Regions from separate parts of the Sus scrofa genome. Here regions 1 and 2 are each linked to region 3. Evidence: chromatin contacts called from public promoter capture Hi-C data. All regions are on one chromosome and are shown on one strand. Each heading gives the region's core, a stretch centred on a gene start, on an enhancer-like site or on the middle of the called end of the contact. The rest is flanking DNA. Distances are from core to core; before and after follow the strand shown.

Region 1 (3,738 bases), core at 944-3,443, 140 kb before region 3:
TTTTCTTTGATGTTTGGGGGCTTGGCTTTGCGTTCGATGATGGACAGAACGTATTTGGATTTTGGAAGTGAGGTTCGTAAAGGTTCCGATTTGGGGAGCGAATCTGAAGTGCCCCGGCAATGCGATTGGTCAGGAAGGGTTCTGATCTGGCGGCGGCCGTCAGCGCCTGGTGCAGAAGGACTGTAGAGGCCGAAAGAAGAGGAATTCTCAGTCTGGGACACAGGGCATGGGACGGGGGTGTGAAAGTTTTCTTGCTCATCCCTCCTCCCCGGGCCTCCTCAGGCTCTCATCCCCTGGACGAAGAACCCCGAGCTGAGCGGCCGGCCTTTCGCAGTATCTGACCAGGGCATCCTGGACTGCCATCAGCTCTATATGACCACTTCGGCCCGGGACTTCCGAACCTACTCGAAGTGAGCCTAGGTCCTCACTTGGGACCATCCCCTGCACAGCCCCCCCCCCCGCGCCTAGGCTAGTGGGCCGCCGGGCCGCCTGGTGTGGACTCCCCTTCTCTGACTCAGTAGTCTCCACTTTCGGCTCCTGCACACTCAGAAGTTCGGACCTCTGCCCCTATCTCTTTTAGAGCCCTAGGATCCTTAGTGTCAACTCTCAGGAACAAAAAGGGCCCAAGAGGGAGTTTGGGATCTGGGGGTGTGGCCCTCAGGGTCTAGGGAGGGCCTCGTTTGGTATTTGGGTCCCCAGATACTTCTTTCAAGGATGCGAAAGTCCCAGATTTCAGGTCCTTGAATACCTCGAGGACCCAGGAATCTAGGCTAGGAGTCCGCAGCCTCATGCTTTCTAAAGAGTCCCCAATCCCTACAAATGTATCCTAGCCTCGCATCGCAGAAGTTCAGCAGCCTCCTCAGGACCCGAGGTCTAAACCTCAGCCTGGTCCAGAGGATCCAGCTGTGCCCTACCCATCCTGCCTCCACCCCCACTCCCAACAGGAAGGAGTTGTCAGGATACCCTCGCAAGGACTCGCTGACATACTGGAGCTTGAAGGAGACGCCCCAGGCCTGGGGCCACGGCCCAAAGCAGCCGTCCTATCCGTATTCCTCTTGGCCACCCGGGCCGCCGAAAACCCGCGTGCCCCGCGCCCGCCCAGTGATGCCCGTCGTGCCGCACCGCGGGGCGCAGTCTCTGGCTCAGGAATCCTACGGCCCCCCGCTGCACCCACTCCGCCGGCTCGACCGTTTCTGCCCGCTGGAGCTCCCTTGGGGAGGCCCCCACTGGAAGCCCGTGTCAGGCATTTACAGCGTGCCGCAAGCCTACGGCACCGAGAACTCCAACTACGGCAGCTTGAAGCCGGCGCTCGTCTGAGCGGGCGGGGCCGGCCGGGCCCCATACCCGGCCCCAAGCGGAGGCGGAGCCGAGCCTGGCTCGCCGCTACTGGGGCCACACTGGGCGGGGTCAAGATCGCGAACCCCGCCCTCCACGTGGGGAGGGGACAGCGTTCGGGACCCGCCCACTGAGCCCCTGGCCCACTCAGTTGCAGGGGCGGGACTGAACCTGGAACCTGTACTCTGGGGCTGTGGGGATCAGGAGGGCCGCGCCCTCTGCGGCAGAGCTTATCTTAGTGACTGAGTTAAATACCCTAAACCACGCTCTTTGCTGGGTTTGGTTCAAGCATCCGGGCTTTCGAGGGCTTGAGCGCGGGGGAGGTGGGGGTCTGGCCGAATTCACCGTGGAGGCACGGCGCATCTGGGCGCGGGTAGACCCCTCACCTCCGGGCACAGAATCCAATAATGAATACAGGCGCCTCCTAAGAGGTTAGACTCAGCCCAGGACGGGTGGAGCAGGGTAGAGGCTTCAGCCAATCACCATTCGAGGGTTGTCAGAGGGGCGCTGCTCCAGCCTCAGCCTCCCTCAGGATGAGCAGAGGGGGATCTGCAGAGCAAGGGGCGCAGCTGAGGGCTTTCTATACCTTATTTCTTGTGCCCCCATCGCGATCTCTTTAGCACCAGTCTGTGAAGTCACCCTCAACTTGGCCGTCTTCTGCTGCTTGGCGAGGGAGCGCTCAGGTGGGCGGATGGGGTGCATCGCTGAGCCACTGATGCACCTCCCTGACCTTGCCTGCTTCTCAGCCCCCGGGGAAGATTAGTGTCCAGGTTACCCCACTTCCAGTGGCCTTGCCGCCCCCACAGCCTGCAGGTATAAGACCAGGTAAACACGGCTTGGAGACACCAAGGATGGAGATGCTCCAGGTAAGACTGTTGGGAACCCGCGGCACCCGGTGACTCCATGCAGCCCTCAGCTGGCAGGAAGAGGGAAAGTCCTGTGACCCGGTGAAGGAGGCCTCTCTCTCGAAGGCTGTGGACAGCCAGCAGGAGGGAAGCTGGTGGGGCAGGGCCTGAGGGTGGGCATCTGAGGTGCTGGGGTATCCAGGGTCCCTGGGAGGGGGGGAGGGGAGATCCTTGAATGGCAGATGTCAGGCGGAGGAGCTGTGTCCCTGAGTGTCACATGCAGAGGGTGGAGGTGGGGAAAGGGCTGGGGGCGGAGGTCTCAGGCTGGCCCTGAGGCACTGGCCTTGTCCCAGGGACTGCTGTTGTGGCTGCTGCTGAGCGTGGCCGGGGTGTGGGCATCCAGGGGGCCACTGCGGCCTCTGTGCCGGCCCATCAACGCCACCCTGGCTGCTGAGAATGAGGCTTGCCCTGTCTGCATCACCTTTACCACCAGCATCTGTGCCGGCTACTGTCCCAGCATGGTGAGCTATGCAGGGTGGGCACCTGCAGACGGGTGCCGCCTCCACCACAGATCCGGGTGGATTACTCAGGGCCAGGCCCACAGAAGACAGGAGGTGGCACCGGGACGGCAGGGTGGCCTGCCCCTCTAGGCAGAGGCTGGGGAGTTGGAGTCAGAGTGGGGCCTGTGGGTGGGAGAACACAGAGGGTCCCCTGGACACCTGAGTCTGGGGTCTGTGGGGTACTGAGGGGGGACCTTGGGGGAGGGCTGGGCCCCAGGTAGACACCCAAGCCCCGCCCCCACCCCCTACAGGTGCGGGTGCTGCCGGCTGCCCTGCCACCCGTGCCCCAGCCGGTGTGCACCTACCGAGAGCTGAGCTTTGCCTCCATCCGCCTCCCTGGCTGCCCGCCTGGCGTGGACCCAACGGTCTCCTTCCCCGTGGCTCTCAGCTGTCACTGCGGGCCCTGCCGCCTCAGCAGCTCTGACTGTGGGGGTCCCAGAGCCCAACCCTTGGCCTGTGACCGCCCCCTACTCCCAGGCCTCCTCTTCCTCTAAGGACTCCCGGCCTCAGCCTCCCAGGCCCACAGATGCTCCCCCCCACCAATAAAGGCTGCTCCACCTGCACTCTGGGGTTGTCTATTCTGGGGGCTGGGGCGTGTGAGCACGTGCGTATGTACACACCTACACCCACACCCACACAGTGGGCCCAGTTTCGGAACCATTTTATACAAAGTCACGGTGTCAGAACTCTGGTAGAAAACAGGGGAGGTGGGGGAGAGGGTGACGTGGGCTCAGGAGGTGTCCATGGTCTCGCCTTCTGTGGGGAGAAGGAAGGCCAGGTGGTCGGTGTGGCCCAGAGGGCAGGGCCCGAGCTCTCCAGGCCGGGCTCCCCTCCCTCTGCGGGCCGGCGGGCGGGCGGCGGTGGGCGGCGGGGCCGATACTCACTGAGCTCGTTGAAGAGGAAGGCATCCTGGTACTCCTTCATGTACTGCGTGGATCGTGACTCGTCCAGAAAGAGCGAGTAGACCCGCTTGATGTCGTCCACCTGGACCTCCGTGC
Region 2 (3,933 bases), core at 67-2,566, 160 kb before region 3:
GAGAGTCTGAATCCTCAACTGGTAGTTACTGAATTTTCACAAAAGCCCTACAAGGGCTGTGTTACCAATCTAAGACAGGGAAACAGGATAAAAGCCACCTTCCTCAATCACACAGCTAGAAAATCGCCAGAGACCAGACTCCCCGATCCAGCCCACTCCAAGCCTCTTCAGTGAACTCACCTCAAACTCTCGGATGTAGGGCGCAATGCCACAGTAAGGTTGATTGTGGTGTTTTTCATGTGGCAGTTTCTCCAGGGGTGGCAGGTATGGGATGGGGTCACGGGGAGCAAAGAGGGCCAGAAGGTTGGGCGGCAGGAACTGGGTCATCGTGCCAAGTCTGAGAGCAGAAGCAGGACCATCTTATGTTAGGGTGGGCTGGGGAGATGAAGCCCCTATCAATCCCTTGCCTCCCAAGAAAAGAGAGAAACACGGACAAAAATCTCAAAGTCTCCTGTAAGGACACAGAGCGCGATCGATCCTTAATCACAGGGGCAAGCAGATTCTAGAGGGAGGGCTGTGTGAACGGGAGGGGAGGGGGAGGGCAAGAGAAGAGAAACAAAGACTGAAAACAGGTTTCCGAGCAGTGAAGTCCTGAGCAAGGAACTGCGGGGCTGAAGGTCCCTGGGGGCTTGTGGGGCATCAAGGATCCCGAGGAAGGAGGTCTAGGGCCGTGGCGGCTGGTGGTCCCGCACCTTGGATAAAAGGTTATAGGGGGAGGACCGCAAGAGGTCTCTGATCAGGAGAAGGGGTCAGTCATAAACAGCAAACCTCTCAAGCCAGGGGGTTGTGGGTAATAGATCTAGGCCCCGCAGGCGAAGTGGATTGTGGGTAAGGGTCCAGGACGGAAGGGAAGCGAGGACGAAAAAAGGCAACACAGCGCAAAGGCCTGTGGGTAAGTGACCGCTGAGGGCGGGGGAGGGGGACTATGGAAAAAGCCTAAGTGACCGGAGAACTCTGGGTAAGGCGTGCAAAAAGGTTCTGTGGTGGCGGTGGCGCGGGAAGACTGCCCGGCCCCGGGGAAGGGACTGGGATCCACCGCAGGGGCTTGTGGGTAGCGGCCCCGCACCCGGTAAGGCCACTCAGTCATACTCACCCGCCGCGCGGCGCCCTCCTCGGCCTGGCGACGGTCCAGGGGCTCGCGGCGGCCCCACAGCAGCAGGTACTCTAGCTCTAGCTTCGACTCAGACGGCGACCGCGTCTCTCAGTCTCTGTCGCCCGCCCAGCGCGCGCACCAGGCCACAGCTCACGAGCCCGCGCGGCCTCGGCTCGCGACAGGGGCAAGGGGTGGAACCAGCCTCAAATCCCTCCGCCGACCCTATTGCGCACGCGCCGCGCGAGTCAAGTGCAACCCACACACAGGAACCTTGGCGCCGCTGCGAGCACTGCGCACGCGCGAGGCCACTACCCCGCCTTCCGGCACCTTAAACTCCTTTGCCGCGGCGGGATGAAGGTCACAGTGCGCACGCGCGCTCCGCCCCAAGCGGTCCCCTTTCACCTCGCGCTCAGGGCTCCAACTGCCTCTGTCCGCGAGACTCTTGATGCTCCACGCCTTTTCTTACACACTTCCCGGATCTTGCGCGCATGCCTGTAACGTCTTTCACACTGAAATATCCTTCCGCCGCCTGGCAAAGAGTTCCTACGTGAACAGTGTGATTCCTTAACCTAGGAAATCAGTAACTGTTCATTGAGCGCCCAATGTGTGCGTGGCGTTGTTTGGGCTCTGGCGATATACCATGCGACTGAAGCGAAGTCTTTTCCTTTTTGGAGCTTACATTGTACTGAGGGAGACAATAAAGGCACTTAAAAAGATAAATTTCGGACGGTGGCCAACACAGTAAAGAAAAATAGGGCCGAGTACGGGAATGGGCGGGGATAGAGGGGTTATTTTAGAACTAGGTCCTTCTGGAGAAGGAGACTGATGGAAGGGAGATCTGGGCGGGTTTAACAGCAAGTGCAAAGGTCCTGAATTGGGGCGGAAAGTGGGAATCTCATGTTGGCTGAGAGAGCAGAGAGCTGGCGGATTATTTAGGGCCCTGTAGACCTGTAAGAAGTTAAAATATTTGAAGTTTGGGGAATAGATTCAATTGCCTGTTTGATAATAATTACAGAAATTACTACAAAATTTAAATGGCTAATATCATGCTACTTAAAAAAAATATCCTGAAGCGTTCTCTCGTGGCGCAGCAAGTTAAGAATGAGCATTGTTACTGCATTGGCTTGGGTTGCTGATGTGGAGCAGGTGCCACCTCTGGCCAGGGCACATCGACATGCCATGGGCATGGCTTAAAAAACAGATAACGTATACATAGACACGTTTGCTTTCTGTGTATATGTATGTGGGAACTCTGCACTATTTTTTGGAACTTTTCCATAATTCTAAAATTACTTCAAAATAAAAAGTTTGAAGAAAAATAAAGCTAATAATAATGTATTTTTTTTTAGTACCATTGGATAGTAAATGGCTGAGACACTGCACCTCTAAATGCTTCAGCATGTCTCCTAAGAATAATGGCATCCTCTGCCCAACAACACAGCTATTTTCACCTCTTAGAAAGTTTATCCAGCCCCTATTCAGATTTTCCCAGTTGACTCATGAGAACTCTATCTTAATCTGAAACAGGAGCCAGTCAATGTTCACGCGTTTATTTGGTTATCATGTCTCTCTCGCCTCTTTAACATAGAATAGACACACACACACACACACACACACACACACACACACACACACACACTGCGTTATGTTGTTGTTTTCCCCCGAGTTTGGTGTGCAGTCCTATGTCCTGCATTCTGACTTTGTCTGATTATTTCCTCGTGGAATTTAGTTCATTCCACTATCCCCATTTTGCCCATAAACTGGAAATTGAGTCTAAAGGTTTTCATAGACTGATATTGAACATTTTTGGCAAGAACATTACTCGGGTGATACTGCAGACTTTGTATTGCATCATGTCTGGTATTTCATCACATCTGGAAGTGCCTGATGTCAGATGGTCCTGGTATTATGATGCTGAGTTAGTCACCTGGTCAGGGTGCCAGCTACCAGATCTCTCCTGGCAAAGGTACATATTCTCCTTGGTAATCTGAGCAGTGGGACTTTGCTACTGTTCCCAAGCTCCTCTTATCCTGGTTGTAGCAGCCATTGCGGATCCTTGCCTGAATAAAGCGTTCCATGAGAGAGAGGGCAGATTTTATTGGAAATGAAATAGGAAGTTACTAATGGGTTTTGATCAAGAGACAGACAGACCTAATTTGCATTCTTTAAAAAAAAAAAGAACAGGAGTTCCCATCATGGCTCAGTGGTTAACGAATCCAACTAGGAACCATGAGGTTGTGGGTTCGATCCCTGGCCTTGCTCAGTGGGTTCAGGATCTGGCGTTGCCGTGAGCTGTGGTGTAGGTTGCAGACGCGCTTGGATCCCAGTTGCTGTGGCTCTGGCATAGGCTGGCGGCTACAGCTTTGATTAGACTCCTAGCCTGGGAAACCTCCATATGCCGCAGGAACGGCCCTAAAAAAGACCAAAAAAAAAAAAAAAGAAATAAAATATAGGGAGTTCCCGTCGTGGTGCAGTGGTTAACGAATCCGACTAGGAACCATGAGGTTGCGGGTTTGATCCCTGCCCTTGCTCAGTGGGTTAATGATCTGGCGTTGCCGTGAGCTGTGGTGTAGGTCGCAGATGCGGCTCGGATCCCGAGTTGCTGTGGCTCTGGCATAGGCCGGCAGCTACAGCTCCGATTAGACCCCTAGCCTGGGAACCTCCCATATGCCGCGGGAGCAGCCCAAGAAATGGCAAAAAGACAAAAATAAATAAATAAATAAAAATAAATAAAATATAAAGAAAGAAAGAAAGAACATTAGTGGAATATTGGTGAGATTCAAATAAGGTGTGTAACATTATTTGCTATTTTATTTTTATTTTTTTGGCTTTTTGGGGCC
Region 3 (3,869 bases), core at 998-3,497:
AATCCGAGAGGGCACGCTGGCCCAGGTAGGAGTGGGGGCCCCATCCAGGTGGAATGGGGGTGGCGGTCAGGTGAGGGCCCCTTTTGACCTGCTTTTCCCCTCGTCTCTCCCCAGCCCCTGGGCCGCATGGGCCAGCCTGCTGAGGTGGGGGCTGCTGCTGTGTTCCTGGCCTCCGAAGCCAGCTTCTGCACCGGGATTGAGCTGCTAGTGACTGGGGGCGCGGAGCTGGGCTTTGGGTGCAAGGCGGCGCAGTGCAGCGTCCCCGCAGGGGCGTCTGTGATCCCCTAATCTCCCACATTTCCACCTGGGCCTCCCGGACCAGGGCTCTCCCATCGCAAACTCAGTCTCCCAAATTCCCCTTCCCACCTCTCAGCTGCTGCGCCCCCCCGCCCCCCGCCAGACTTTAAGCCCACTTACCAATGTCCAGACCACCCCACATCTTTCCATAAAAGCACTTTGCAGCCAAGAGGAGGGCATCGTTACATTTATTTTGGCCCCTTAAAACCCTAATCCTCGGAGTTCCCATCATGGCTCAATGGTTAAAGAATCGACTAGGAACCATGAGGTTGTGGGTTCGATCCCTGGCCTTGCTTAGCGGGTTAAGGATCCAGCGTTGCCGTGAGCTGTGGTGTAGGTCGTAGACATGGCTTAGATTCCGCATTGCTGTGGCTCTGGCCTTGGCTGGCAGCTGTAGCTCCGATTAAACCCCTAGCCTAGGAACCTCCATATGCTGCAGGTGTGGCTCTAGAAAAAGGCAAAAAAAAAAACCACCAAAAAACCCTAATCCTTGCCCTCCCCCATTTCCACTGGAGGCCTGGACCCCAGGGATTACGATTTCCAGAAGGCCTTGCGGCAGGAGCAACCCGGGGGCTCCTGGGAAAAGTATTGCCAGCCGGCTGCTACCGAGCAGTAATTAAACAAGCCCGCAGGGGAGAGTAAATCAAACTCTAATTTGGAAATAATGAAGGAGGTAAAGCAAAAAGGCCTCCCTGTTTATTCTTGGCCCTTAGGGGAAAGGAGTTTAGACCTCTCTGCCAGCAGAGTAGGAGGGTGGCCAGCCCCAAAAGTCGAGAAGGAAGAAAAAACCGGGGGTTGAAAATCCGGGGTCCGAGGAAGGAAGAGCTGGTGTCTGGATGCCTGAATTTAGAGGACTGGGAAACTAAAGGGGAGGTAGGAGGAAATTAAGTGGCATGACTCCCCGGCTGGGAGGTACCAAGTTTCCTCGAGGTGGGGGCCCCCAGGCTGGGAGGTGGAGCTGCATCACTGCTGCGGATTGGCCGCGGCGGGGGTGTGTGTGCAGCAATCACCAACTGGCCTGGGCGCGGCACCGCTAAGGCTCCAGCCAAGGTTGAGGGGGGAAGAGGGCTGGGGAGGAGGGAGGGAAGGCGGAGACACTTTGCTGGAGAGCGTTCAGGTTTGACCACCTGGGCCTGTGACTGTTAAGGCTGCGGGACAGAATTTGGGGGCATAGTGTCGCAGGGTAGAATTACGGAGACGCAGTGAACCAGGGACTGAGTTTGAATACACAAGAGGAACAATATTTTGGTGTCAAAGTAACCCCGATGCAGGAGTTGGGGGAACTCCTGGAAGGTTCGGGGGGACACAGTGACCGCGTGGCGTGGCGTAGGGGACACCGATGCGGGTTTGACCAGCTGGCGATTAGAGGGACCCTGCGGGGCTGTAATCGTCTAACTCTGCCTCTGGGGGTCCTGAAGCTGGGGAGACACTCCCGAAGGGGCATAAACCAGGAAATCCTATTCTAAGGGCTGCTCACGGAAGCCCTCTGATGAAGTGGGGGATTGAAATTTTACCACTGATGAAAAGAGGTGGTAGGAGGCAAGGTGAACAGTGTGGGTGTTTCTCTTTAAAAGTTACAAAGAATGCACACGTTATCTTCTCGTTGCAAAGAAAAACCTGTATTCAAATAGAGTATCCAGAGGGAAGCTCCTGCTCCATCCACACCTGCCGCCCTCTTCGGAGTCCCCTCCCTTTTCCCGCGCGTTTTTCCGTACTCTCTGCTCCCACCGATATTTAGAGCGGGGTTTGCTTTTCCCCAAGAATCGTGGTGCGTGAAGATCACTGCTTCCTGCGTTTCCCCTCTCTTATCTCGGGCTGCTGGCCTTTGTTAGCGCCCCGGAACAGTTCTGGATCTATTAAAACGCAGTTTGGAAGCCGTTGCACGCTGGCTCTTGCGCGGGGGCGGGGAGGAGGGTTCCCCCCCGGCCCCCCGCGGGTTCCGGCGCATGCGCTCTGCAGCAGGGCCCAGTTCCCCCTCCAGCGCCCTATAACTGGGAAGGCCTGGGCAGCCTAGGGCGCTGGGCTGGCCGTCATCCCACGCGAGGGGGCGTGAGCGGGGCGGAGCCGGAACGTCTTTCTCGCCCGCCGCACCCGGGCCGGGCACAGATCCCCGCCGCTCGGACCATGGCTGCAGCCGCCTTGAGGCAGGTGGGTTCGCGGCCGGGTGGGAGACCCTGCGGGGAGGCGCACTTCGGGTGGACCCCTCGCCCGTGGCCTCTCCGGCGTGGCACCCGCTCCTCCCGCACTCGGGTTCCGCCGCGGGGCGCCGAGGAGGAGGAGGCCCCGGAGAAAGCAGCACAAGGCCTTCCAGGCGGGGAGGGGGAGAGAGGTCAACGTTGGGAAGGGGACCCAGATGGGAGCCACACGGAGGGGAACGTGGAGGAGGAGCCTATAAGGAGAGAGCCGTGGGGCTGGGGTGGCGGGATGGGTTAGGAGGGAATAGGCAGCCGGTGGGGGAGCCGGGCTAAGACGCCCAGGACCTCGGACCCCTAGGGGTAGAGGTAGGAGGAAGGCATAGGGTTCAGTCTCAGGTCACTCATGGGAATTGGATCCAGCGCCCTGTTTTCTTGGAACTAAAGATAGATGTCTCATGTGTCCCTGAAACCTCTCATCTGGAACTCTCCACCCGGGGGTGGTGGTGGGGGACCGAGGCAGCATCTCCCTGTCAGTGACTGAGATCGTCCAGGCGAGAAGGGGACCCTCCGTTCTTACGGACAGGATGGCAACAAGCAGAGCTTCGGTCCGTGGTTTTAGAAAACAAGGATACAATACTAATAACTTGGTGTGTGTGTGTGGGGGGGGTGTCTTTACAACCCTTGACAGCTGCAGCCTGACGGTGGGAAAAGTGGTTTCTGTTAACTTTGTAGTTGACTTTATCTGGGACTCTTATCCCAGCCTGATGGAGAGCAGGGCAGACTTTTACTTTCTCAGAGTGACTGAGACAGGCTCGGACTGCCACCGAGGCGGGCTAGGCTTTGATGGTGACACTGCTGGGCTGTGGTGGGACAGTTCCGGGCAGCGATGGGGACAGTCTGGGTGATGATGCGGAGAATCTTGGGCTGTCATAGGACAGTCCTGGTTTCTTGTGAGACCTCGGCTATGGTGGGTCAGTTCTGCATGTCATGGGGATCAGTCCTGGGCTTTGACTGGGTCATGTGCGGGTTATGGTCCAGATGGTCCCTTGCTGGGACAAGGACAGCCCTGCTCATGATAGAGACCTTTCCCGGGCTGTAAAATGGGGTCAGTCCCGAAGTGTGAAGGACAGCTAAGCTATGATAGAGACAATCCTTGGCTTTAATGGTGACCTTCCTGGGCCACGTTAGGACAGTCCTGAGCTTTAACAAGAAGGCTCCAGCATGTTGGAGTCCTGCCCTGTGCATATCCACCCCCTCCCCCAGCCATTTCTCTTTTCTTTTCTTTTTTTGTCTTTTTGCCTTTTCTGGGGCCGCTTCTGTGGCATATGGAGATTCCCAGGCTAGGGGTCGAATCGGAGCTGTAGTCACTGGCCTACACCACAGCCACAGCAATGCGGGATCCAAGACACGTCTGCAACCTACACCACAGCTCATGGC

What was found. Promoter capture Hi-C pulls out the DNA fragments that hold promoters and counts their contacts.
Region 1: a promoter capture Hi-C map of fetal liver shows a contact between it and region 3, with 2.3 times the contacts expected there. The contact joins the promoter of LHB here to the promoter of BCAT2 in region 3. A contact is called at or near these places in 2 of 5 promoter capture datasets (fetal liver and liver), 3 of 47 Hi-C or Micro-C datasets (embryonic fibroblasts, epiblast stem cells and fetal heart ventricle) and 1 of 2 datasets of contacts at active chromatin or transcription factors (alveolar macrophages).
Region 2: a contact with region 3 is called in a promoter capture Hi-C map of fetal liver, with 2.8 times the contacts expected there. The contact joins the promoter of SNRNP70 here to the promoter of BCAT2 in region 3. A contact is called at or near these places in 3 of 5 promoter capture datasets (fetal liver and liver), 6 of 47 Hi-C or Micro-C datasets (embryonic fibroblasts, epiblast stem cells, fetal heart ventricle and 3 more) and 1 of 2 datasets of contacts at active chromatin or transcription factors (alveolar macrophages).

What each region holds. Positions count from the first base shown.
Region 1 is chr6:54,263,139-54,266,876 of Sscrofa11.1, reverse strand. It overlaps LHB (luteinizing hormone beta polypeptide), which reads left to right and starts at 2,193. Exons shown (of 3, transcript NM_214080.1): 1 at 2,193-2,201; 2 at 2,534-2,701; 3 at 2,992-3,234. The coding sequence starts at 2,193. The coding sequence ends at 3,234. RUVBL2 (RuvB like AAA ATPase 2) reads right to left here. Exons shown (of 15, transcript NM_001243867.1): 14 at 3,625-3,738; 15 at 3,385-3,496. The coding sequence ends at 3,471. LOC110261017 (a long non-coding RNA gene) reads right to left here and starts at 2,037. Exons shown (of 2, transcript XR_002344720.1): 1 at 1,922-2,037; 2 at 1-180.
Region 2 is chr6:54,285,737-54,289,669 of Sscrofa11.1, reverse strand. It overlaps SNRNP70 (U1 small nuclear ribonucleoprotein 70 kDa), which reads right to left and starts at 1,316. Exons shown (of 10, transcript XM_021094709.1): 1 at 1,094-1,316; 2 at 181-337. The coding sequence starts at 327. It also overlaps a transcript of NTF4 not described here.
Region 3 is chr6:54,121,826-54,125,694 of Sscrofa11.1, reverse strand. BCAT2 (branched-chain-amino-acid aminotransferase, mitochondrial) reads left to right here and starts at 2,247. Exons shown (of 10, transcript XM_021094703.1): 1 at 2,247-2,445. The coding sequence starts at 2,422. The region is part of intron 2 of LOC106510565 (a long non-coding RNA gene); the gene reads right to left. HSD17B14 (17-beta-hydroxysteroid dehydrogenase 14) reads left to right here. Exons shown (of 10, transcript XM_021094705.1): 9 at 1-25; 10 at 115-466. The coding sequence ends at 288.